6 separate regions of the Mus musculus genome follow, and regions 2, 3, 4, 5 and 6 are each linked to region 1. Evidence: chromatin contacts called from public Hi-C, HiChIP or PLAC-seq and promoter capture Hi-C data. All regions are on one chromosome and are shown on one strand. Each heading gives the region's core, a stretch centred on a gene start, on an enhancer-like site or on the middle of the called end of the contact. The rest is flanking DNA. Distances are from core to core; before and after follow the strand shown. Region 1 holds the start of Polg (polymerase (DNA directed), gamma). Region 2 holds the start of Prc1 (protein regulator of cytokinesis 1). Region 3 holds the start of E430016F16Rik (RIKEN cDNA E430016F16 gene). Region 4 holds the start of Mrps11 (mitochondrial ribosomal protein S11). Region 5 holds the start of Det1 (de-etiolated homolog 1 (Arabidopsis)). Region 6 holds the start of Aen (apoptosis enhancing nuclease).

What was found. Promoter capture Hi-C pulls out the DNA fragments that hold promoters and counts their contacts. A called contact is a pair of places that touch in the nucleus more often than the background predicts. HiChIP or PLAC-seq counts read pairs in DNA pulled down with a chosen protein or histone mark.
Region 2: a contact with region 1 is called in a Hi-C map of B cells, with 6 read pairs. The contact joins the promoter of Prc1 here to the promoter of Polg in region 1. A contact is called at or near these places in 2 of 484 Hi-C or Micro-C datasets (B cells and embryonic stem cells) and 1 of 115 datasets of contacts at active chromatin or transcription factors (extraembryonic endoderm stem cells).
Region 3: a contact with region 1 is called in a promoter capture Hi-C map of pre-B cells, with 3 times the contacts expected there. The contact joins the promoter of E430016F16Rik here to the promoter of Polg in region 1.
Region 4: a contact with region 1 is called in a promoter capture Hi-C map of pre-B cells, with 2.1 times the contacts expected there. The contact joins the promoter of Mrps11 here to the promoter of Polg in region 1. A contact is called at or near these places in 4 of 39 promoter capture datasets (the C10 cell line, the HPC-7 cell line, liver and 1 more), 4 of 484 Hi-C or Micro-C datasets (the G1E-ER4 cell line, embryonic stem cells, erythroblasts and 1 more), 1 of 115 datasets of contacts at active chromatin or transcription factors (memory CD8 T cells) and 2 of 9 other capture datasets (adipose tissue and liver).
Region 5: an H3K4me3 HiChIP or PLAC-seq map of bone marrow-derived macrophages shows a contact between it and region 1, with 4 times the contacts expected there. The contact joins the promoter of Det1 here to the promoter of Polg in region 1. A contact is called at or near these places in 4 of 39 promoter capture datasets (the C10 cell line, the HPC-7 cell line, liver and 1 more), 1 of 484 Hi-C or Micro-C datasets (the G1E-ER4 cell line) and 1 of 115 datasets of contacts at active chromatin or transcription factors (bone marrow-derived macrophages).
Region 6: a contact with region 1 is called in a promoter capture Hi-C map of pre-B cells, with 4 times the contacts expected there. The contact joins the promoter of Aen here to the promoter of Polg in region 1. A contact is called at or near these places in 2 of 39 promoter capture datasets (hippocampal neurons and pre-B cells), 3 of 484 Hi-C or Micro-C datasets (CD4 T cells, the G1E-ER4 cell line and uterus), 5 of 115 datasets of contacts at active chromatin or transcription factors (embryonic stem cells, forebrain, memory CD8 T cells and 1 more) and 2 of 9 other capture datasets (adipose tissue and liver).

The regions. Positions count from the first base shown.
Region 1 is chr7:79,464,341-79,467,888 of GRCm38.p6, forward strand. It overlaps Polg (polymerase (DNA directed), gamma), which reads right to left and starts at 1,933. Exons shown (of 23, transcript NM_017462.3): 1 at 1,730-1,933; 2 at 264-1,031. The coding sequence starts at 871. It overlaps n-TRtcg5 (a tRNA gene), which reads left to right and starts at 2,079; the gene lies at 2,079-2,151.
Region 2 is chr7:80,292,749-80,296,296 of GRCm38.p6, forward strand. Prc1 (protein regulator of cytokinesis 1) reads left to right here and starts at 1,728. Exons shown (of 15, transcript NM_001374624.1): 1 at 1,728-1,843. The coding sequence starts at 1,833. It also overlaps a transcript of Rccd1 not described here.
Region 3 is chr7:78,716,265-78,719,812 of GRCm38.p6, forward strand. It overlaps E430016F16Rik (RIKEN cDNA E430016F16 gene), which reads right to left and starts at 1,956. Exons shown (of 11, transcript NR_015542.2): 1 at 1,816-1,956.
Region 4 is chr7:78,781,536-78,785,083 of GRCm38.p6, forward strand. Mrps11 (mitochondrial ribosomal protein S11) reads left to right here and starts at 1,596. Exons shown (of 6, transcript NM_026498.2): 1 at 1,596-1,888; 2 at 2,038-2,145. The coding sequence starts at 1,824. It overlaps Mrpl46 (mitochondrial ribosomal protein L46), which reads right to left and starts at 1,554. Exons shown (of 4, transcript NM_023331.2): 1 at 1,272-1,554; 2 at 1-51. The coding sequence starts at 1,493.
Region 5 is chr7:78,845,521-78,849,068 of GRCm38.p6, forward strand. Det1 (de-etiolated homolog 1 (Arabidopsis)) reads right to left here and starts at 1,691. Exons shown (of 5, transcript NM_029585.3): 1 at 1,587-1,691.
Region 6 is chr7:78,894,009-78,897,556 of GRCm38.p6, forward strand. Aen (apoptosis enhancing nuclease) reads left to right here and starts at 1,919. Exons shown (of 4, transcript NM_026531.5): 1 at 1,919-2,006. It overlaps Gm39039 (a long non-coding RNA gene), which reads right to left and starts at 1,774. Exons shown (of 2, transcript XR_882236.1): 1 at 1,575-1,774; 2 at 1-354.

The DNA.
Region 1 (3,548 bases), core at 683-3,182:
TTGAGGCACAAACTCGTGGTCATCTTAAATGGTCTCTCAGTCTGTCTCAAACACAACACGGTATCCTCCGAATGGGCCCTGATATGCGCTTGGGTGTTGCCTGGAGCCTATGCACCTTCCCACCATAGCGAGCCTCACAGAAGCAGGATTAAGCAGGTTGAGTAACCTGCACACAGAGGGAACTCAGAAAATGTTCTCCGAACCAAACCATTAAGCTGGGCCCCCTACAAACGGTAGTCCCCTGTTGCTAACCCCCGACTTACCAGGCCGAGGGGGATATGGCCACCGCCAAAGTGGGGCAGGTTCCCTCTGCCAAGCAGACCTCCACGTCGAACACCAGGGCCCGCTCCTCGGGGATGGCCACGGGTTCGGCCTCCCCCTCGGGGCCGTACCGGGTCCAGCCCTCCGCCCAGGCCCAGCTCTTGGGCTCGGGGGGCAATTGGGCCTCCAATAACGAGGCGGCCGCCTCCAAGTAAGGCAGGCTCTGCTTCTGGGCCAGGAGGCGGAAGTGCTGGTCCAGGTTGCCCCCGAAGAGCCGGGGCAGGCGCAGCTCCACGTCTGGCAAGGGCGTGGCCGGCTGCCCCCAGAGCCCGTGCTTCTGCAGGTGCTCTACGCTGCGCTGCACCGCGGCCTCGTCGGGCATTTCCCCGCCGCACCCGAAGATCTGCTCGTGCAGGCCTCTCGACAACATCTGGATGAGCAGAGGGTTGAGCCGCAGCTGCCCATTCTCGGAGGAGGGCATTTGCGACGGCGGCCGCCCGTCGCTGGGGACGGGGTCGAGGACGGAGCTGGAGACCCAGCGCGCGGTTGCTGGTACTGGCCCTGAGGCGACCTTGGCGCCAGCCACCTTCTTCCAGAGCAGGCGGCTCATGGTTGGTGCAGGGAGCCCCCCGCTGTGAGTCGGGGCACCGGGCTTTGGGCTCCAGCTTGACTGCTTTTAGTGGCCGAAAGACTCAGAGAGAGACGCGTCCCCTCTCTGTGCTCCTGTCAGTGAAATAGGTCTCACCATGCCTGCCTTCCTCACACAAGTCCTAAAGGAGACAGACGATAAAAGTGTTATTACAAGTGTCACGGACTTGAACAAACCGCTTATCCCGCAACAAACATCTGCTGCGTGCCAAACAAGCATTTTCTCCACTTGATCTTAGCCAAAAGGCCAGAGCGGAGTAGGGACATTTTTCTGTTACGCCTCCAACAACCTTAAGAAATGGCACTGCCCCCTCCCGAGGACAGGGCCACACCGGCTCGGCAGTTAACTTGGGAGAAGCCGCTGGAGATGCTGAAATGGGGAGACGCAGACAGACCAGGGTTCTGGCTCTCCAACTGCGTGACCTTGGCCCAGCTCCTTAGGCCCCGACCTCCTCCTCTGTAAAATGGGGTTAAGAACTCTAGAGCCACGGGCCACTGCTGTAAGAGTGGCAGAGGGCGCGCTCGTCGAGTGGCCCTAACCCCAGTAGGCGCTCGGCAGACAGCAGTTGCCAGTCCCACCCCGCCGGCGGCCCGAGGGCCTAGCGCCCCAACTTCGAAACCCGCCGAACGAGCCACAGCCTCGGGGTCCGCACCCACACCCGGGCGGGCCTAGGGCGCCCTGGTCGGGGCGTCGGCGGCCACCCCCGCACGCCGGGACACAGGGTCCCCGCCGCAGCCGCCGCCCTGCTCCCGGCCCGGCTTCCCGAGTGGAGAGGGAGCAGCCGCGCCCGGCCCTCCCCCTGCCGAGCCCGCCGGAAACCTCGGTCCGCTTCGCGCTTCCCGTTCTGCGGCAGCCCACAGCCCCGGCGACGACGCGGCGTCCGCGGCGCGCGGCCCACGCAGCCTCAGGGTGGCGTGCGGTCTCGGGAGCAGCCGCAACTTCCCGTCTGCGCGAACTGGGTCCCGCGGCTACCCAGAGGCAGGCGGGAGACTCCCCCGAGCGTCCAATAAGAGCGCCGCCAATGGAGCCGCCCGCCCGCGGGGGTGCAGAGGGACTTCCGGGTGAGGTCCTCCGCTACTTCCCTCCCCACGGAAAAGATAGACCAGTCTGACGCGAGCCTGAAGGCGGCTACACGCTTTAAGCTAAGTAAAGGCACCTTCTCGCTGGCGGCCGCGTGGCCTAATGGATAAGGCGTCTGACTTCGGATCAGAAGATTGCAGGTTCGAGTCCTGCCGCGGTCGACTTGTATGTTGTTTTTATCTGTCAGTTTGTTAATCCCAAGATTCCCTTTGGAAATAAAGCGAAATTGACCGTAGTGGTTATGACCAACTTCTAGTCTAAACTTAATTCTTGGAACTCAAGGATCTGAGCAAACAACTGTCAGGGTGACACATTGCTTAAACGGTGACAGCGGTCGAGAGCCTTGTCCCGGATGGAGAGTGGAGCAAACGGAGCACGTGCCGTCCGAAGTCTAGATTTGTCACCTATGGACCGCAAAGGCTAAGCCTCGATGGAGTCTCCTCCCTCCTATCCCGGACAATGATGCTGGGGGTTGATGCTGTTGAGTCCGATTGGTCGCGCCCACCGGGCACAGCTGAAGCACGTCCCGCTTCAGAGATCTGTCAATCTCTGGGTCCACCTCCCGTTGCTCCGGTTGTTTCTGCTCCCAGCTCTCCGTAGAGGGTCAGCTGCAAAGGGTCAGGCGAATATGGCCTGGGTGAATAACTGGGACCCAGGGATTCAAGTCGAGAGTCCCGTACGAGGAAAGAAAAGATCAGGATTGCTTCAGGCAGACTAGGGGGCACAAGCAGCTGATTAGGGAAAAAATTCGGACCGCGCTGAACGGCAGCCCCCACTTCCAACCAGCGAGACCACCCGGACGCTGAGAACTGTGTACAGGAGAGAGGGTCTTTGACTTTTTTCAGGAGTCGCTCCTCTATCCGCTTTTCCTGTCACTAGCAGCGGCAGGGACTCATACAGAACCCTTCTCCTTTCTCCTTTTCTTAGTTTCTTCCCCCTCTTTTGTCTGTCTGTCTGTCGGCCTGTTTGCTTGTTTGTTTGTTTTTAACGATGAGGTCTCACATTGTAACTTAGAACTTACGCGGTAGCCCTGGCTGCCCTCCCGCCTCAGTGCTTGAACTACAAATATCCACAATCTAGCTCTCCAGCTGAGACATTCTTATACATTTTTCTAGATGTACTTAATAGACATAAAGTGATTTTTGTTTGTTTGATTGGTTGGTTATCAGTTTTATATATATACACACACAAACCAGAGTCAACTAGATAAGAGATTCCTTATTTTGTGATTCTTCTTGCTTTTACATAACTTTGCTCAGTTTATTTTGCTATAAGGTGAAAAAGGAGAGGCTCTTAACTCAGGAAGCCTCCGAGCAGGAAAAACAATTTCATTTTTATTTCATAGTCTCCTACTGAAATTCAGTGTTCTCTTCATCTGTGAGCCTAGGCAAGCTGCCACGTGGCGCTAGCCATACCCGTGCCTTGTTCTCAACGGTGTTATACTCGCTGTAAATTTTTCAAAACTTTGATTGCAGCCATTGGAGTTTCAAAGAGCGGTAGCTGCGAGGAAGAGCCTAGAAACTGCGATTTAATGGACTAACAAACCCCGCATCATCAG
Region 2 (3,548 bases), core at 478-2,977, 830 kb after region 1:
CTATGCAATGAGTTTCATGCCATCCTGGTGTACAGAATGACACCTTGTCTCAGAAAAAACAGGTGTGTCAGGGTGTGATAGCGCTTGGCTTGCTAGGGTGTGATAACCCTAGCACTCAACAAATAAACAGGCAAATAAACAAATATCTTTATAGTTGTAATTTTACTACTGTTATGAATCAAATATCTGTTATGTAGGATGTCTGCTATTCTACTCCTGTGATAGGGCTATTTGACACCCCCCCCCCCCCAAAGGGCTCAAGACCCACATTTTGAGAATCACAGCTTTGGATTCTACTTCCTAGACCCATGCAGTGGGAGGAGAAAACTGAATCTTTTAAGTTGCCCTCTATTCTCCACACATGACCACCCCATATACACACACAAATTTAATAAATGTATTTATCATAAAAAAGAGAAGCAAATAATGAGACTCTTATAGATGGTACAGTTGACCAATACAGAAAAGCAGACAATTTTAGTTATAATTCAGTATAAACTAGATTTTGTTTTATTTTGGGCCTATAGATGGAAGCTAGTGGTTTAAAAGCGCATTGCTAATCACCAGTGCTGTGGGTAACAAGGATACTCCAGGTAAAGTTTGGTGCAGAAGATAGGTTAATAAGTACCTCTTCGCAAAGGAGAATTCAATAATTACACTTCTACAAATCATTTTGGAGGAGGTAGCAAAAAAGAAATTCATCTCAGCTTTATTACAAATTTTAGTCTGAGTAGCAAAGGAGATACTCCCATAGCAGTGTATTAGGTAATAGTAAATCATTGAAAATGGGATACAGATGCTATGGGTCAGTGGGAAGAAAAGGACACACAAATACTTTGGTTGTTTTTTGTTTTTGTTTTTTGTTTGTTTGTTTGTTTGTTTTGGTTTTTCGAGACAGGGTTTCTCTGTGTAGCCCTGGCTGTCCTGGAACTCACTTTGCGGACCAGGCTGGCCTCGAACTCAGAAATCCGCCTGCCTCTGCCTCCCAAGTGCTGGTATTAAAGGCGTGCGCCACCACGCCCGGCTACACAAATACTTTGATGTCATGTTCAAATTGTGGAGTTTTCCTGATTTACCTAAATCTTATAATGTGCAAGAAAAACAAAGCCCAAATCACCATTTGCTCACAGCTAAATTGGGCAAGTCAGTTTTTTCCTGTAGCCCAAACTATTTCCCTGTCCTGTCTCTGCCGCCTACGTTCTGGAAAAGCTACTCAAATCTTTTTCTTCAGGATAGTGATGATCATTATTAACAGGTGTGTTCTAATGATTAAATGCGATAAACTTGTCCACTAAGGTACCAGGACCAAGAGCCTGGTTTTTTTTTCCTTCTAAGCTTTCCTGCTAGTCCCTGCTCCTCTTGGGACATTGGAGAGTAGCAAGAAGTCGAGCTGTTCTGGCAGTCTACCCAATACTTCTCAGGAAGCACAAAAATTTGAAACCCAACGGCAGCAACTCAGTGGGTACCGGTGACATCATCGGCCACACCCCTACACCCCACCCTTGAGGCGGGCATAGGTGCACGCATGCGCATATTGAGGCCCGCACGCTCCCCGTGCAAGCGCTTCCCACGCCCTAGGCGGTCTCTGTATCCCAGGCCTAGGCAGCAGCCCTTCGCAGGAGGGGCGGGACGAGGGCGGGGCTCCGTGAGTGGCGGACGCGGTAACCAATTGTCATTTGGCACCGCCTCTGGCTCGGTTTGAATTCCGCGGGGTCCAACGGCTCGAGAGTGGAGACGGACTCCGGGTGAAGTCTGCTGCGGCTGGTTACCGTTCTCCGTCCCGCGCGTGGCAAGTGGAGGGTCTCGATTCTGGACAGCTTGGAGCGTCCACCATGAGGAGAAGGTGCGGGTCTCTTAGGGGCGGGACCCATTACTGAGGTGCGGGTCTGGTACCAGGTTCGACAAGCTGGGTTCGCCGGTCTTCAGGCACCGATGTCTGTGGCTGGGGCGCTCGAAGCCGGCTCCGGAGGGCATCTGTGCCCGAGGCCACTAGCGGGGCGAGCAGCGGGGACAGCGCGGGGTTGACACGCTTCCTCGAGGCCGGGGTGGGTTTGTCTCAGGCCTGGCGTAGCTGGCGGCCGAGCTCAGGTGCCGCCGCAAGTCGCGGCTACTCGGCCTCTTCTCTGTGTAAACGCTGAGCATGTAATGGTGTGGGCTTCTCATCTCTTGAGTATAGTCTGTAATCGCATTGCTCGGGAGGCTAGAACAAAATCGATTCGAGTTTAGCCTAGGAGATGTAGTTTAAGACTAACCTGGGCTACGGAGTGAGACAGTACAAAAAGCCCTGAAGTTTTTTTAACCTTAAAGTTTTAAATGTATCGTTTTTTCTTCGTGTCTTACAGTTCCGCGTTTTTACTTGAGTTAGGAAGACGGCTTGAGCCGGCCAGTGGTGGCACACGCCTTTAATCCCACCACTTGGGAGGCGGAGGCAGGCGGATTTCTGAGTTCGAGGATAGCCAGGGCTACAGAGTGAGTTCCAGGACAGCCAGGGTTACACAGAGAAACCCTGTCACAAAAAAAAAAAAAAAAAAAAAAAAAAAAAAAAAAAAAAGAAAGAAAGAAAGAAAGGCTTTATTTCCTTGCAAGTTAACAAATTCGAATTCTTTTCCGGTCGTTTTAAGATTCCCAGGCGGGGTTAGAGAGATGGTTTAGCGGCTAAAAGCACTGATTGCTCTCCCAGAGGAGGTGGGTTCAATTTCCCAGCACTCACAAGGCAGCTCACAACTGTCTTTAACTCCAGTTCCAGGTGATTTTTGACACCCTCACATACAGACATACATCTAGGAAAAACACCGACGCACCTATGAAAATAAATAAAAAGAATCCTCTATTAAAAAGAAAATTCCCGGGCACTGCTTGGGAGTGCCCGATTGGAAATCCAATCAGAACTGACTCTTTGAGTAAAAGGCTGAATGCCGTTTTCGAATTTATAAAATAATTTTCTGCAACGAGTTGGGTGACAAGGCTTTGTAATTTCTAAGAATCTTGGTTTTGTGATTATAGATTTTGATCATTTTTTTTACCCCCAGATACTTGGCCTCAAGAGTCTGGGAATAGAATGAAAACAACTGACAAGTAGTATTGTGAAAAGAAATTGAGTACAAGGCTAAGGATTTCAGATATTCCCATCTGAATGACGTTATTCATTAAGCCCTTCTGGGGTTAATGGTGCATTATGAAGACTAGTAAAATCCTAACTTACACTGAATAGAAATTTGTATTCAGAGTATATTTGGATATGATTACCCTCACCTGTAATCTACAGATCTCAGGAGTTCAAGACAGGGAGTTCCAGACATCTGCAATATAAAGAGATCCTATTTCAAAATAGGAAAGCCAGACAGCTGGGTGAGGGGCACATCTATCCCCCCCACTGTCTTGGGAGGTAGAGGTGGGAGGTTCAAGGCCAGAGCAGCTTATAAGAGACCACGCCCCTCCCCCAAGAAAATAAAGTCTTCCAGTATGGCTTGTCCAAGTATTTTCTGCTTTTGTTTTGTTTTTTGTTTTGTTTTTCGAGACAGGGTTTCTCTGTGTAGCCCTGGCTGTCT
Region 3 (3,548 bases), core at 706-3,205, 750 kb before region 1:
GGACTGTTACCAGTCTGAAGCCCTGGAGCCTCAAACCCCAAGATGAATTTGTCTTCTTACTTAGAATATAGACCAGATGATGGTCTTGCAATTCCATTATCCCAGGATGCCCAGGAGAATTCAGACAAGAGACTGGGCCTCCTTGTCAGAAGGCTAAAGGACAAACACATGCAGAATAATTGTTGAGAGCCAGGCAGCCTAAATACTCTACTCCAATGAATCCCTCAATAACTTGATAAATCCTATCATGATCATCATTTTGGAGAGGTGGAAAATGGGGCCTCATGAAAGTAAAGTCATTCCCCGCACAGAGCTAGTCAACCCAGGCTGGACTGCTCCAAGTTGTCCAGAACACGGTAGGACACAGTTAAATGTGAGAGGTACAGTTCAAACTCAGGTTGCCGGGCTCCCTGGACCTCTATGCTATTCCACAATGTCTTCCTCTGCACTAGTGCTTTTCAGCAGGGAACATTTCACTTGTCGGAAGATGTTTGACATTATGGATTGTCATAGCTGGGGAGGAAGGAGTACTGCTGTCATCCATCAGACCAAGACCAGGAATCCTGCTAAATATCCCACAGTACACAGGGTGAGCCCTATGACACAGAATTAGCTGGCTAAGATACCAATGGGATTGAGGTTGGCAAACTATGTCCCTGAATCACCAAAGACTGAATTGTTTAGCGTCTGAGCTCTTCCAGGGTCTCGGGTTGAGGTAGGGCCAGGAAGCTCAGGCCAGCAATCTCCTAAGCGCTGTGTGGAACTCTGGCACACATGGCTGTTCTGTTACGGGTTTGTAAAATGGGAGAGCAGGCAGGGCAACTTTAGGAGGGAAGAGATTCACCAAAATCAAGATGTCTTTTTGGAGAAGACTTCTGTGCTACATCTGGTATTCTACTGGCCAGTCATCTCTGTCTCACTGTGTCTAAATACCTGAGGCACTCAATGTACAAGAGTGTTTCAATGCATGCATGCATTCTGAGGTTTCAGTCCACAGTGGCTCAGTTCACTTGCTTCAGGCCTGTGGCACAGAAATCATCAGGGCAGAGGAGGCTGCTCACCGGTGGCAGCCAGTAAGCAGAGATGAAAAGAAAGGGACTGAGATACCAATCACACTTTCATGGGCAGAACCCTATGAACCTGATGCCTTTCTACAGAGCTCCACACTAAAGACTCTACTAGCTCCAAACACTGCCACAAAGCCTTCAACAAGCCTTCGGGGTATATCTAAGGTCTAAACCATAATTGTAGTGATCAATCTTAGATGCCAATGTCAAATGCTTCCCTAGGTGTTTCCAGGAAAATTTGATAGGTGTAGTTAATTCTACAATAAGCTAGTTTTGAGTAAAGGATACCTGGGTTGACTGGACTCAGTGGCTCCAAAGGCCCTAACAGTAGAGTGGAAGTCTCCCCACAAAGGTGGGTGGAAGGGTCCCACTCACAGACAGCATCGCCCTTGATGCAGGCAGAGAGGTGCAGCCTGCCCTTGGGACGTCAACCTTTCCCTGCCAGCCCGCACCACCACAAAGCCAGTTCCCAGCATCTCTTTATAGTGATCATCTCTGTCTGCTTGGCTGGTTAACCCTGCTTACCACAAGTAACTCACAATCTCCAAGGGGAGAATAAAGCTTTATGACAATTCCCAAAGTGATTTGTCCAGCAAAGCCTTGAATTTGAAGAGCATCCTGTGGGATCATACTCCAGATGTCTTTTTCTGACAAGCAGTAACACAAGGAAACTAGGCAGTTTGGCCAGTTCTTTGGCCCGGCTTCTATGGATGGTATCGGGTTCTCACTATGGACAGAGGATCCTTACCACTACATGCCATCTGCCGGTTGCCCTTCTCCACTACACAGGAGGTGGTCCTCTTGCATCCATCCTTGAGGCACATCCAACACCATGACTGAGATTTCTTAGGTCTAGACCTTTGCTCTCAGTAAGCAGAGCTGATAAGCCTCAGCCCCTGAATACGCAGCAGTCAAAACGGCATGGTTTATGCAGAGCACCTGGCACACAGTGGGTGTTCAACTCCTGTGCCAAGACCCTCCCCTCTGATGACAAGCTGTGCTAAAACAGGCCTCCTACTATATAAGGAATAAGCAGGGTTTTTAAACCACTCAATATGGGCAACAGTTGCCAAATGATGCTACGGAGCTCTCCTAGGCCCGAGGCCCGCCCTAAATTTAACAGGCCTGTGTTTACAAACCCAAATCCATGCATCTCTGAGGCTCCCACACATATCCCAGCTGTCCGCCTGAAAAATTCCGCGTGGAGAGTCTCTGGCAGAGTCTCCACCAGCTGGTAACTCTCAGAGTGTTCCTGACACTTGGTCTGAGCCTTAGGCACACTATTCACAGGCGAAACCCAGGAGCTCCTCCTTCTACCTGAAGACTGGTAGGACTCTGAGCTGGTGGATTGCAACCAGGATTCTGAGGCTAAGCCACACACGGAAGATTCTAGGAGCTAAGACAAGCCTCTCTGCAGAGCCTGGCTTTTCTCTCTCTATCCTTTACTCATTCTCTGTATGTACTAGGCTGACACACATGCACAACATCACACCTTCCTACAATTCAGCTATCCTGAAACTGTCCAATAGCACTGAACACAGCCCAGAACCCAGAAAGACACAGAAGTCTCTAGATTGGACACAGAACATAGACTGATTCTCTGAACCACGTGCAGCGCCGTAAGCCTTCCCTCGGACCTTATTTCCCTTTCCTATGGGCTATTTCTCCAACTGAGAGACACCTAAATCACCAGACAGCTTGGTAAATACAGATTGCTTGTTCTACCCTTCCCACCCCACTCCAGTGATTCTGATTAGGCAAGTCTGGAACAGGACCGGAGGAATGGGCATCTCTAAGGAGTTCCCAGGTGAAGCTGATGTCACCAGATCAGGGGCTGCTCTCAGGTTAGGGGGTGGCTGCTTTACAGATTGGATGAGTCAAGCCCACTGACTCTAAGTAATCCTGAATCAGAATGGAATCTCCCTCTGTGTGTGTGTGTGTGTGTGTGTGTGTGTGTGTGTGTGTGTGCGCACTGGGGGCGGGGAAGATGCCGATAGTGGTGAGTCTCAAGAAAGAGAAAGCCAGGCTGACAGCTGCAGGAAGTGACAGTTGACAGCCTGAGAGCACAGAAAGAGACAGCAAACTATAAAAAGCAGACTTAAGAACTCAAAAAGCAAAACGGACCGAAGCCATCTCTGTGGGATACAGTTACTATATTCTCCAGATCCAACCTCAGGAAGAACTCTCTCCAAGCCCCGTGTGACCCTGGGAGTCACAGTGAAGACCCTATCATGTGAAGGAAGCTATACTTAGGCTGCTTCCAGGGCAGGGAAATGTAAAAATTAATGTTCTAAAAATTGACATCTAATTCATCGGCAGTAAAGATCATCGGGGGTTTAATGGGTTATAAACTTGGCACTATGAAAAACTTTTCACCATGAACTAACCCATTTGCTCAGTTTTCTAGGCTCCTACCGTGTGTGCACCTGCACATATGTATATCCTGCACCCATATACAGATAAATATCTGATGTAGAAACA
Region 4 (3,548 bases), core at 346-2,845, 680 kb before region 1:
ATCCAGAGCACGGAGCTCATGGTCTGAATACAGGCTTCTCTCTACCTCGATCTGGGAAAGGGAAAAGGAAAAGGAAGAAGAAAAAAAACAAAGCTTCTGTGACCTTGACAGGCTCAGACGTACAACTCTTAACACAATCAGAAATAGAATGAAACACTATACAGATTTAAAAAAAAAAAGCCCACTGGATTGTAAGTAGGCAGTAGGAGAACTTCATTAAGACTGTCAAGGAGAACAGAGGGCACTGAAGACCCACTTCCCACACACTAGGTCTACTCGTCTCTGATCAGCATCTATTCAAGGACTTTCCTGCCATGAAGACTTTCCAACATCCTTCTTCCTAGTCTCTCTTTCTCCTCATGCCATTTCTTCCAGATTTCTATCCATCCTTCTTATTTCAACTCAAATACCTCTTTCTCAGAAAGATATTCCTGGATACTTCTCAGGAAAATAAAACCTATGTGGTCCTGTGTAAAACTCTTCTAGTACTCTATGTTTTCCTTAATAGCACTTACCAAAGTCTATAATTAGTCATAAGACTGGTTACTGATTGTATCCCTAATTCCAGTACCTGGAAACTCTCTGCGAAGCAGAGCGATGTGCCTGTCACATCCACAACTGCCTATCACTTTGCACACAGACGCACAGTATTGGCTACGAATACCTTTATGGTGAAAGAAAAAGGACTACCAAAAAAAAAAAAAAAAGTCAAGTGAGTGAATACATTGAGCAAAAAGCACTGACGGGAGTTTCCATTAGTATTCTCCAGACAAAAGCCTTTTGGAGTCTAGGGATACGGAAGACCTTCCATCACTATCTCCTGACCCAACAGCAACAACACTTGGGTTTTTTGTCTTTCACAGAAATTGCTCCCTGAGGTAAAGCAAACTTTACCGCATTATCTTAAGGATGTGCCCACAGTCACCACGACTTTCGTCCTAACATCACAAACACTTCTCTATAGTCTGAGAGCTCCTAAGTTAAAGGGAGTGATTCCTGTTTGCCCCCGGATCCCTACAGTATTGAATGAACAAGAAGGAAGCTATCCACACCGAATGATCAAGAGAAAACAAGCCAACTAAACTCTTTCAACACCTGCTATATCCTAACCCAACTCAGTACGGTAACTTCATCTTGCAGATGTCACTAAAGGTCGAGAAATGAAACGTTTGCTCAAGGTCACACGAAGTACCAGAGTCTCCATGGAAATCAAGACCTCCTTGATACTGTTGCTTCCCTCCGCCGCACCAGGAAGCCCGTGACTGCCTTACCTGCTGTAATAGACCCGCCATCTCTTCCTGCAATGGAGTGAGCGCCTTGGTGATCAGCGGTGGCCGCTGCAGACACAAGGCGCCCGACAAGCGCCATGGAGACCGGCTGCTTGAGGACGCAGCCTCAAGGGACAAGCCACGAGAACTACCTGCCCAGAACCTGTCAAGCTGCCGCCAGCCTCTAGCCAGCCCTAAAAGAGTACGCCCTACGGGCGCCGCCATCTTTCTGTCTTCCCACAAGGTACCGCGGCGCCCGGCAGAGCCCTCAGCCAACCCCAGGTTCCCATGAGGCAACGCGGGCCGGCGAGGGGCGGGTTTACCGAGTGGAATGAACCATTCCCTTTGGGGGAGGTAGGTGAAATTCTAGTGTTAGACCACTAGAAAGGGGAAAGTTCCTACATAAATGGTTTTATAGAGCTTTAAATTTGAAGAAAAAATACTTACAGGACTATTTAAGAGCAATCAGGTGATTTCCTGTCTGTGAGCACCCCCACAGAGGCTCATGGTGCTGGCTCGAGCTAAGCCAAGCGCCGCGGAGGGTCAATTTCAGTCATGCAGGTTTTAAGAAACTCCGGGTCGTGGCTCCTGCGGTCCTGGGCTGGACATGGAATGACCAGGTAAGGATTACTCTTTCGAACCCACTGTCACTCTCGAGCCTGCCCGCCTACCTTCCTTCCAGACCTATGTGCCACTTGAACCCCCCAAAATACCGTTAATCCAGTCCCTCATCGTACTCTCTCTCTCTCTCTCTTTTTTTGCCCCCCAGGTTTGTGGGCATTGCCCCAGCTAAGAATATCCACACCGGAGCCCCGAGATTAGAAGACTCAGCTGCCAGGCAGAACACTGAAAGGGAAGCGGCTCCAAGTCGCTTCAGGTGAGGGTAAGTGGATGCAGCGCTCTGGAAAGTTGCATCCTGTGACTTCTGCCCGACACCGTCCAAAATCATAGAAAAAGTTAATTCCTGGCTGTCATTTGCCATCTGTGGGAGCTTGTGCAAATCAGCACACTATACGTGGAGATAATGCTTAGAGGGGTTGTTGGGAAAATAGAGGGATGAGCAGGGGCATAAGGTAGCTGTTCAATTAGCAACTGTTAGCTAAGTGTCCAATGTATATAAATACCAGCTTTCTTTTCCTTGTGAGATAAGCTTTAGATCCGACTAGCAGCTTTCTCTGCCTCCAACATAAAATGTCTTGAAGAACCACACTAACTGCACATCTAGATTGTGCCTTTCTTAATTTCGTGCCTAGCCCTGGGACCTGGCATCCTGCAGCATCCCACTAGTAGAAATACTTAATATGCAGGCGGTATATATGTTCACTTACCTTCACATCTGTTTAACAGTTACAAAAGCTACTACTACCTGTTGAGTACCAGGATAAATACAGGAAATATAGGTTATGTCTCCCCAGAAGTAGTACACAACTTGCAAAAACAACACACAGGCAAATGTATTAACCATAATCTGATCAAAAGGATAATAGAGGTAAGAACTGGCTGGACATTTAAGAGAGTAAGGCACACTTGAGGAATTCAGGAAAGACTAAGTACCGTGGACTGTGGAAGTGACTAGGATCTCAGCTGGACAAGATCATTGTGATCGTGGCAGGCAAGGGTAACGTCTGTGGAAAGGCAGGCTGTCAGAACTGGCTTGTGATGCCTCTAGAAAGGCATTTCGGAACCTGTGGGTTGCAACCCCTTTGGGGTTCCTAAGGCCATCAGAAAACACACATACATACGTTACGATTCATAACAGTAGCAAAATCACAGTTAGGAAGTAGCAACGAAAATAATTTTATGGCTGGGGGTCACCACAGTATAAGGAACTGTATTAAAGGGTCACAGCATTAAGAACACTGAGGACCACTGCTCTAGAAGGATCCAAATGGCAGAGGACAGCCCTGTCTCCCTAGAGCTTTTACACTTTATCCCCTGCAGGCAACGAGGAGCTACTGATGGAATTTGATCCAGGACCGTTGTAGCCGTTCATTTGGCAATCCCAGACACTACTAGGATTGTTGGGGTTCTGTCCCTGCTCCAACAGTAAAGCAGGCAATCAGGCATAGCCGTATCTGTCCAGTTCTGGGACGAGTTGATGCCATGTCATTCACTCACTCATTCATTCGTTCATTCATTCATTCATTTTTAGGATGGCCTTGCTGTGCAGCCCAGGCCACCCTCAGACTCACAATCCTCTTGCCTTGGCCTCTTGGGTGCCTGAATTACTAGAGCATGCCCCAGCCTCAGCCTTACTCTTTAGGGAGTCTATAACCACTG
Region 5 (3,548 bases), core at 441-2,940, 620 kb before region 1:
GGCACGTGGATCTCTGTGAGTTTGAGGCCAGCCTACTCTACATAGTGCGTTCCTGGACAGTCAGAGCTACATACACAGTTAGGCCATGTCTCAAAACCCCTACCCACCTCCTACCCTGCTACCCCAGGGAAAGGGGAAAGGAAAACCTACAGGGTGAACAGAGTATTTGCTGTCCAAATATCTGGTAAGGGGTTAATACTTAACATATTTAATGAACTCTTAGAACTCGACAAATAGCCACAAACCCAGATTCAAATACAAATGGCCAACAAAGAAGGTTTGCACATCAATAATAGAAAGAGAGAGAGAGAGAGAGAGATCTATCTCAAAAGCTTGGAGGTGGTAGTAGTGTTCTGGCAAAGGCTTTCATAAAGAGCAGCATAACAGATTCCCCAGGACCACAAAACAAACAAAACCCTTACAACACATAGTCAGGGTATTGTTTTGCAATCCTTTTGTTTCAAGCTTATCCTCATACAAGCTACATCCATTGGATAAAGATCTAAAAGGCTTGCAGAGCCGCCAGACCAGAGGGAGTCAGGTCTCTAAACTACCACCTCTGGTTGTTTTTTGGAAGGAACCCTTCCCTGAAAGCCACTCGCTCATTTGCATATTGCCTAGAGCCACTTTAGCCCTAGGAAAAGAGCAGAGTGACTGCAACAGACCACACACTGAACTCTACTATCTGGTCTTTTGTAGACACTAAATTCTTCACCTTTGAGAACTGTCTCCAATATCAGCCTCATCATCCTGTCTTTGAAGGCCTTCCTTCACTTAGTGAGACATAGATTCCAACACACTAGCCACTCAATTGCAACTCTCTGTATTTTACTAATGTGTATATTTATGGTGATCTCTCTGGGTCAAGTATACACTTATCTGTTGTATGCCCACCACAGTGCTTAACACGTAGCAAGCTTCCTTCTTAAACGGTGGGCATACCTCAAGCCATCTTCTTGGCTAACGTGGGTAACCACAGGGGAACTTTCATTTTCCGGAAGACATTCTCTCCGGTCCACGCCATAAATTCTCTCGTTGCAACGTTAGTAGTGTCAAGTTTTGGGGAAGTCTTTCTGACCACCCCACCTAAAGGACTCATCTTTTTCTTGTTTCTTTCTCTAGTCATCTGTCACATTTTTTTTTTTTAATTTACACGGTCGCTTGCATGGTTGTGTTTAATGTTTGAGTCTCCTCGTTGAACTGTACCCTCTCTAATGGAAGTAACCAGGTCTACTTCGGTCACCGCGGTATACTCTTCCAGCCCTGGGGCTGGCACATGGTAGACGCTTTGGTGCGGTGCGGTCTGAAACGAAAGCCTGGCTAAAGCGGGTCACTAATTGTGTGAACGCAAGGTTTATTCCTCGTTGGAGCAAGTGCACATGTCCCCACACTCTTGGCGACTGCTTCCAAAACAAGAAAAGGATGCCAAGAGGCAGACACACATGCCCATGGTCGCCCCCGGAAAGAAAAGCCCAGGGCGGGGCCTCCCCGGGCAAAGCCGGGGGCCGGAGCTCCTGAGACCCGGCGAGCATGCGGGGAGGAGCCCGCCGCGGAGCTCTCGCGGGCCGCAAAGGGCAAGTCCTCACCTGTCGAGTCCTGGCTCATGGGGCCAGGGCAAGGGTCGCCCTAGCCTGCTCCGCGCACACCTCCCCCGGCCCCGCCCCCACCATGCCTCGGGACCCCGGCGTCGGCAGCCACCAGCCCGGGTTTCCGCCCGCTACCGGAAGCGCTGCGCAGCGAGAAGGGAAGATCGGAAGATCGAGACGCCATGCAGCTAAGGAGCGGCGCAGCGCACCCTGGCGTCCGGAGGAGAGATCGAGACCATAGAGGCTGGATAAGCCCCGGACCAAGTGATCCAAGGCACGTTCATAACTACTATGAGTAGGAGTTAAGTTTTCACCTGCTTCTTGCATACTGGTGGAAGATGGATTATACATGCACCATGTCACTGCGTTTTCCATGCTCGTGGTTGCACGTGGGGATACAATAAAAGCTTCTGTACTAAATGAATCCAATACCATTGACTGGCCTTTTCACCTACACGTTACTTCATTTAATTTTCTTTTTTCTTACAAGCTATTTCTTCCCTGTGAGTCGGTGGCTTCTCTCCTTTGTGCTTGCGTGTGTGTGTGTGTGTGTGTGTGTGTGTGTGTGTGTGCGCGCGCGCGCGTTTGTATTTGGGTGTATGGTTTATTTTTGATGCTTTGGCAGGAAACCAAACCCAAAATATCTTCTCTTAAGGCTTCTGGGTAGCCACCGCCACTGTTCACCCACCACTGTCAAATATCTGTTTCTGTTGATGTGTATTGCTTTGTTGTGTCTCTCCTCCCTTTGGTAGATTATAAACTGAGAACAGGGATTTTTGTCTTATTTTCTGTTCCAGCCCCACCTCCCACCCCATAACAAGGTTTGACATCTTATAGAATCTCAGTAAATATTCCATCAGTAATCCATTGTGGTCTATCTCTTCTGGACCCCCATGCCATCTCCATTCTATATCCCCAGCTCTTCTGAGACATAGGATATAGAATTAGAGGCTAGGTTGAGCCTTGCTCTCTCTCCCAACCCTCTCCATACCCAAAGGACTCAGAGAATGAATATCTCTGCAGACCAACACATGAGAAAGGGATATGTGTTGACTTTGACCAGGGAGAGAGGAAAATTAAGGTCTAAAGGGGAAAGGTGACTTGGGGATATAGACTGACTATGAAGAGAATGATAGGTTTCTGGCCCAGTCCTACCATTTCCAGGCTCAGTATTCTTAGGTGCTGGCTTTAGAAACCTCATGCCTTTTTCTGGAAAATGACTATACCTGCCTCTTAAGGTTATCCCAAGTATTAAACCTGTTAGCCCTAAATACTTGAAGTCTTGATAAAATATTACTAAAGCTTTCCAGCCACAACTCTCTTCCTTTCCCATGATGAAACTGAGACCCAAAGGGGACATACATCTCTTGCACAAGTTCATACAAGAATAAGAGCCAGTAGGGGTGGGGCCACAGATTATAACCCCAGCATTTAGGAAGGGAGGCAGAGGAATCAGTAGCTCAAGGCCTGTCTTGGCTGCACAGCAAGTTGACCTTGGCTACATGACACCTTGCCCCAAAGCAAAGCAAAATAAACATGGGACAGGGCTGTGCTAATACTCAAGGCATCAGGTCAGATCCCAACTCGGACAGGTGGGTCCCCATGTGGCTTCAAGACACGCATCAGCTTCTCCGAGTCTGGGTTTTTCTTTTTGTATTTTTCATCTCTAATGTGTACAGTGTTCTGACTTCGTTGTAGAGAGGTCAGATAGAAGGATAAATTTAAACTAGCAAAAGCTTTGAACTTGGAAATAGTTCAAGCCTGCTCCTTCAGTTCTGGGCCTGGGGTTTGAAGGTAGGCGTTCCTTAATAACTGCTGTTTAGGATTAGAAAGCAAACTCTCCCTTCTGTGTGGTTGTGGTAGGGGCAGGGTAGGGTCAACCTTCAGAGGGACTCCACCCTTATCTCATGCGGAACAAAAATAACTCAAAATGGATCTAATCCACAAGTCAGGCTAAGCCCT
Region 6 (3,548 bases), core at 669-3,168, 570 kb before region 1:
CGCTGATTCCAGTTGGTGCTGCCTGGGTTTGCATGGATGTAGAACTAGCTACCCACCGCAGCATGGTCATCCTATCTACAGCTGCATCCTGTTGATCCATCCAGGAAAGCCTGGTTCTCCTTCCCCCAGCAGCCATCAACTGTCGGTAGCCAGGGATGGGGAGGGCTTGTGAGCCACTCCAGGCTCCATGCTCATGACACGGTGACTGTGTTGATCCTGCACAGGCAGCCCCGGCGGCTACGAAGTCAAGAGTCCTGACTTGAGACATGGACATGACCCCAGCCTTCCTCCTTCTCCTCCTCTTCCTCTGGCTCTTACAGTCTTTCTGCTCAGACTTCCAAGATGGTCGTGGGCCTTGGAGAGAAGGGCTGGGCTATAGATGTCTCCGCCATGGCTGAACATCCCACAGCCGCTCACTTGCAGCTTGACCAGTTGTGAGTGTCTGTGTTAGGGGCTACCCACCGCACAAAGAAACTTCTCTAATGAGGTCTGGGGCTGCACCAGCAGAATGTTTGAGTATACGGATTTTAAGGGCAGATTGATGCTGTCAGTTTAGCAAAATAGTAGATTTGCTTCTGGGGCCCATGAGCTCCTCCGGCTTTCCCTTTTTAAACTTACTTTTAAAAACCTGTTTTGTGTGTAAGTGTGTGTGTGCATGGAGGGGCAGGGGCTGAACACACATATGCAGGCTAAAGGACAACTTCAGGGACTTTCTTTCTTTCTTTCTTTCTTTCTTTTTTTTTGGTTTTTCGAGACAGGGTTTTTCTATGTAGCCCTGGCTGTCCTGGAACTCACTCTGTAGACCAGGCTGGCCTCGAATTCAGAATCTGCCTGCCTCTGCCTCCCATGTGCTGGGATTAAAGGCGTGGGCCACCACCGCCTGGCTCAGGGAGTTTCTTGTTGATTGGGGTATCTCGTTTCTGCCTACCCTAGCTGGCCAGAGAGCTCCAGTTAGTTTTTCTGTCTCCATATATCATCTAACTGTAGGAGTTACTGAGGTCACAGATAAATACCACTGCATCTGGCTCGCCTGCCCTCCCTCCGTCTTCTTCTTCCTCTGTCTCTCCCTCTCCCCCTCTCTACCTCTCTCCTCTGCGTAGCTTTGGCTATCTTGGAACTTGCTCTGTACACCAGTCTGTCCTGGAACTCGGAGATCTACCCGCCTCTGCCTCCGGAGTGCTGGGATCAAAGGTGTGTGCAACCACGCCCAGAGCTGCCTAGGCTAAGAAGGTTCAGGGATCAAATTCAGATTGTCAGGATTACAGAGAGAGCAAGCACCTTTTTTACCGCTGAGCAACTCTCCCATTCCTAAAAAAAAAAAATCACAAAGGAATACTTAAGATGAGTGTGGTGGCAAAACGCGTGATCCCAGCACTAGGGTGGCAGAGGCAAGAGGCTCATTCACAGCTAACACAGAAAAAGCGAGGACATTATGTGAACTTGACACTAGAAAAAAAAAAAAAAGAAAATGAGAGGACAGCTTGAGATCCTGTCTCAAAAAACAAAACAAAAAATAAACAAACAAAAAACCCAAATCAAATAAATATTGAAAAAGCAGTGCAGAAGAAGCAAACCTGATTTTTTTTCCCCCAAGTTTAACGAATACTGTATTATTTCACGGACTTCTCACAACCCCAAGCCTGGAGGGGCTGCAGTTCCCCGAGGCAGATCGGGATGTGCTCTTTGAGGCTTTAAGTCTTTGAAGGTTGCGGTTCACTAGGCGTCGGGTCAGAAACCGGACGTTCCATTCGGTTTTATGCTAACCTCCTAAACGCTGCCCTATCCCGGCGCAGGCCACGCCCTCTTCCTTCGGTAGCCCCACCCCTTCCAGTTGGCACACTTACTGAGGAGGAGCAGGATCAACCAATCAGAAGAGTCCTTAGGCGGGCGCTACGCCCCAGAGAACCAATAGACAGGTAGCCGAAGCCGGGCTTGTCCGGGCAAGGAGCTTCCGCACCCGGCAAGGGTTCCACGTGAAACCTGGGAAAGCGCGGCCGGGTTTTCAGGTGAGCTAGGGGACGGCCACAGGGAGTCCCGGGCCGCCCGTTTCTGTCGCCAGCCGCCTGTGGCTCTCGGGACGGGTTGGTTTGCAACTAGGCCGGGGCGCGGCCTCACGTGGTCCTGGCCGGACTCGGGGCCGGTGGGCCTCAGGGGACGGCGCGGACGTTGAGCGTCCTCTGGACGCCTCAGCTGGTGAGCGCGGACTGTCCTCGTACTTTTGTTTTGTTTTGTTTAAAATTGGTCTGGTAAGCTTTTGGGCAGCATCGGGGACCTTTATTGCGCCACCCTTTCTCAAACTGGGATGATTATCGCAATCGTGACTTGAGGGTGGGATCTCGGGTCCTAATCCCCAAACTTTGCCTTCTACCTAGAACGGTTGATGCCATCCGGTTACTTTGTGCTAGAACAGGGTCTCGACAGACAGACAGAGACCTGGGCATGGCAGGCAGGGCATGGCAGGTGGGGCCCTTATGACAGTGACGTTTCTGGCTTTGTAGCTTCTTGGGAGCCTTCTCATCTGGAATCCTCTTGGGTCAGGGACCCTCACTTGAAGGCCACGTGCCTACCATACTGACCAGAGTTAAGATATGGAATATTTGTACGTGGCCTTGTTGAAAGGACTGTGTCCTCTTCTCTCCAACTAAGCTGAGCTCCATTCAGGGCTGCAGGCTGTGGACGTTCTCTTTGTAATTGTTGGTTCTGACATGTTCACAGGGTGAGGGACTATAGGAAATGGCTGCTTTTTATCTCTTAACACAAATACAAAAGTACAGAGACTTTTTCTCAAGGGGACCTGATTTTAGCTTCTTTCAGACCTTGCCGGCAGGGACAGGAAAGTCTATGATCAGCAGGGTTAGCACAGGTCTTCTTAGCCAGATTTTCTCCCTTTGAGGTGTGGTTTGTGGAAATGAGGAGGTTGCTGACAACCTGTTTTTAAAAGAGGGGGTGCTATTTGGAGAGTGAACGAGCAAGCTGAGAGCCATTGAGTCAGCATGGGTCACTGGGCCTCCCCCTGGCTAAGTGGACCTTTACTCACACACATGCTGGCATCAGCAAACACAGGACTGGTCTTTCCTCCTATCTTACTGCTACTTACCCTGTGTCTTGATTAGGGGTTTACTGCTGTGAACAGACACCGTGACCAAGGCAACTGTTACAAGGACAACATTTAATTGGGGCTGGCTTACAGGTTCTGAGGTTCAGTCCATTATCATGGTGGGAGCATGGCAGCATCTAGGTAGGCATGGTGCAGAAGGAGCAGAGAGTTCTATATCTTCATCTAAAGGCAGATAGAAGACTGGCTTCCAGGCAGCTAGGATGAGAGTCTTAAAGCCCACGCCCACAGTGACACTCCTCTAACAAGGCTAGACCTCCTAATAGCGCCACTCCCTGGGCCAAGCATATACAAGCTTTCACACCTGTGATAATATTGCTCAGGCCCCTAGTCTGAGCTCATCCTCCGATGAGATAGCTGTGATGGCCCCTGCAGTCTTCCAGTGACTCCATATCCTTCTCCATTCCATTCCACCTGTCTCCACGCCCCCTGC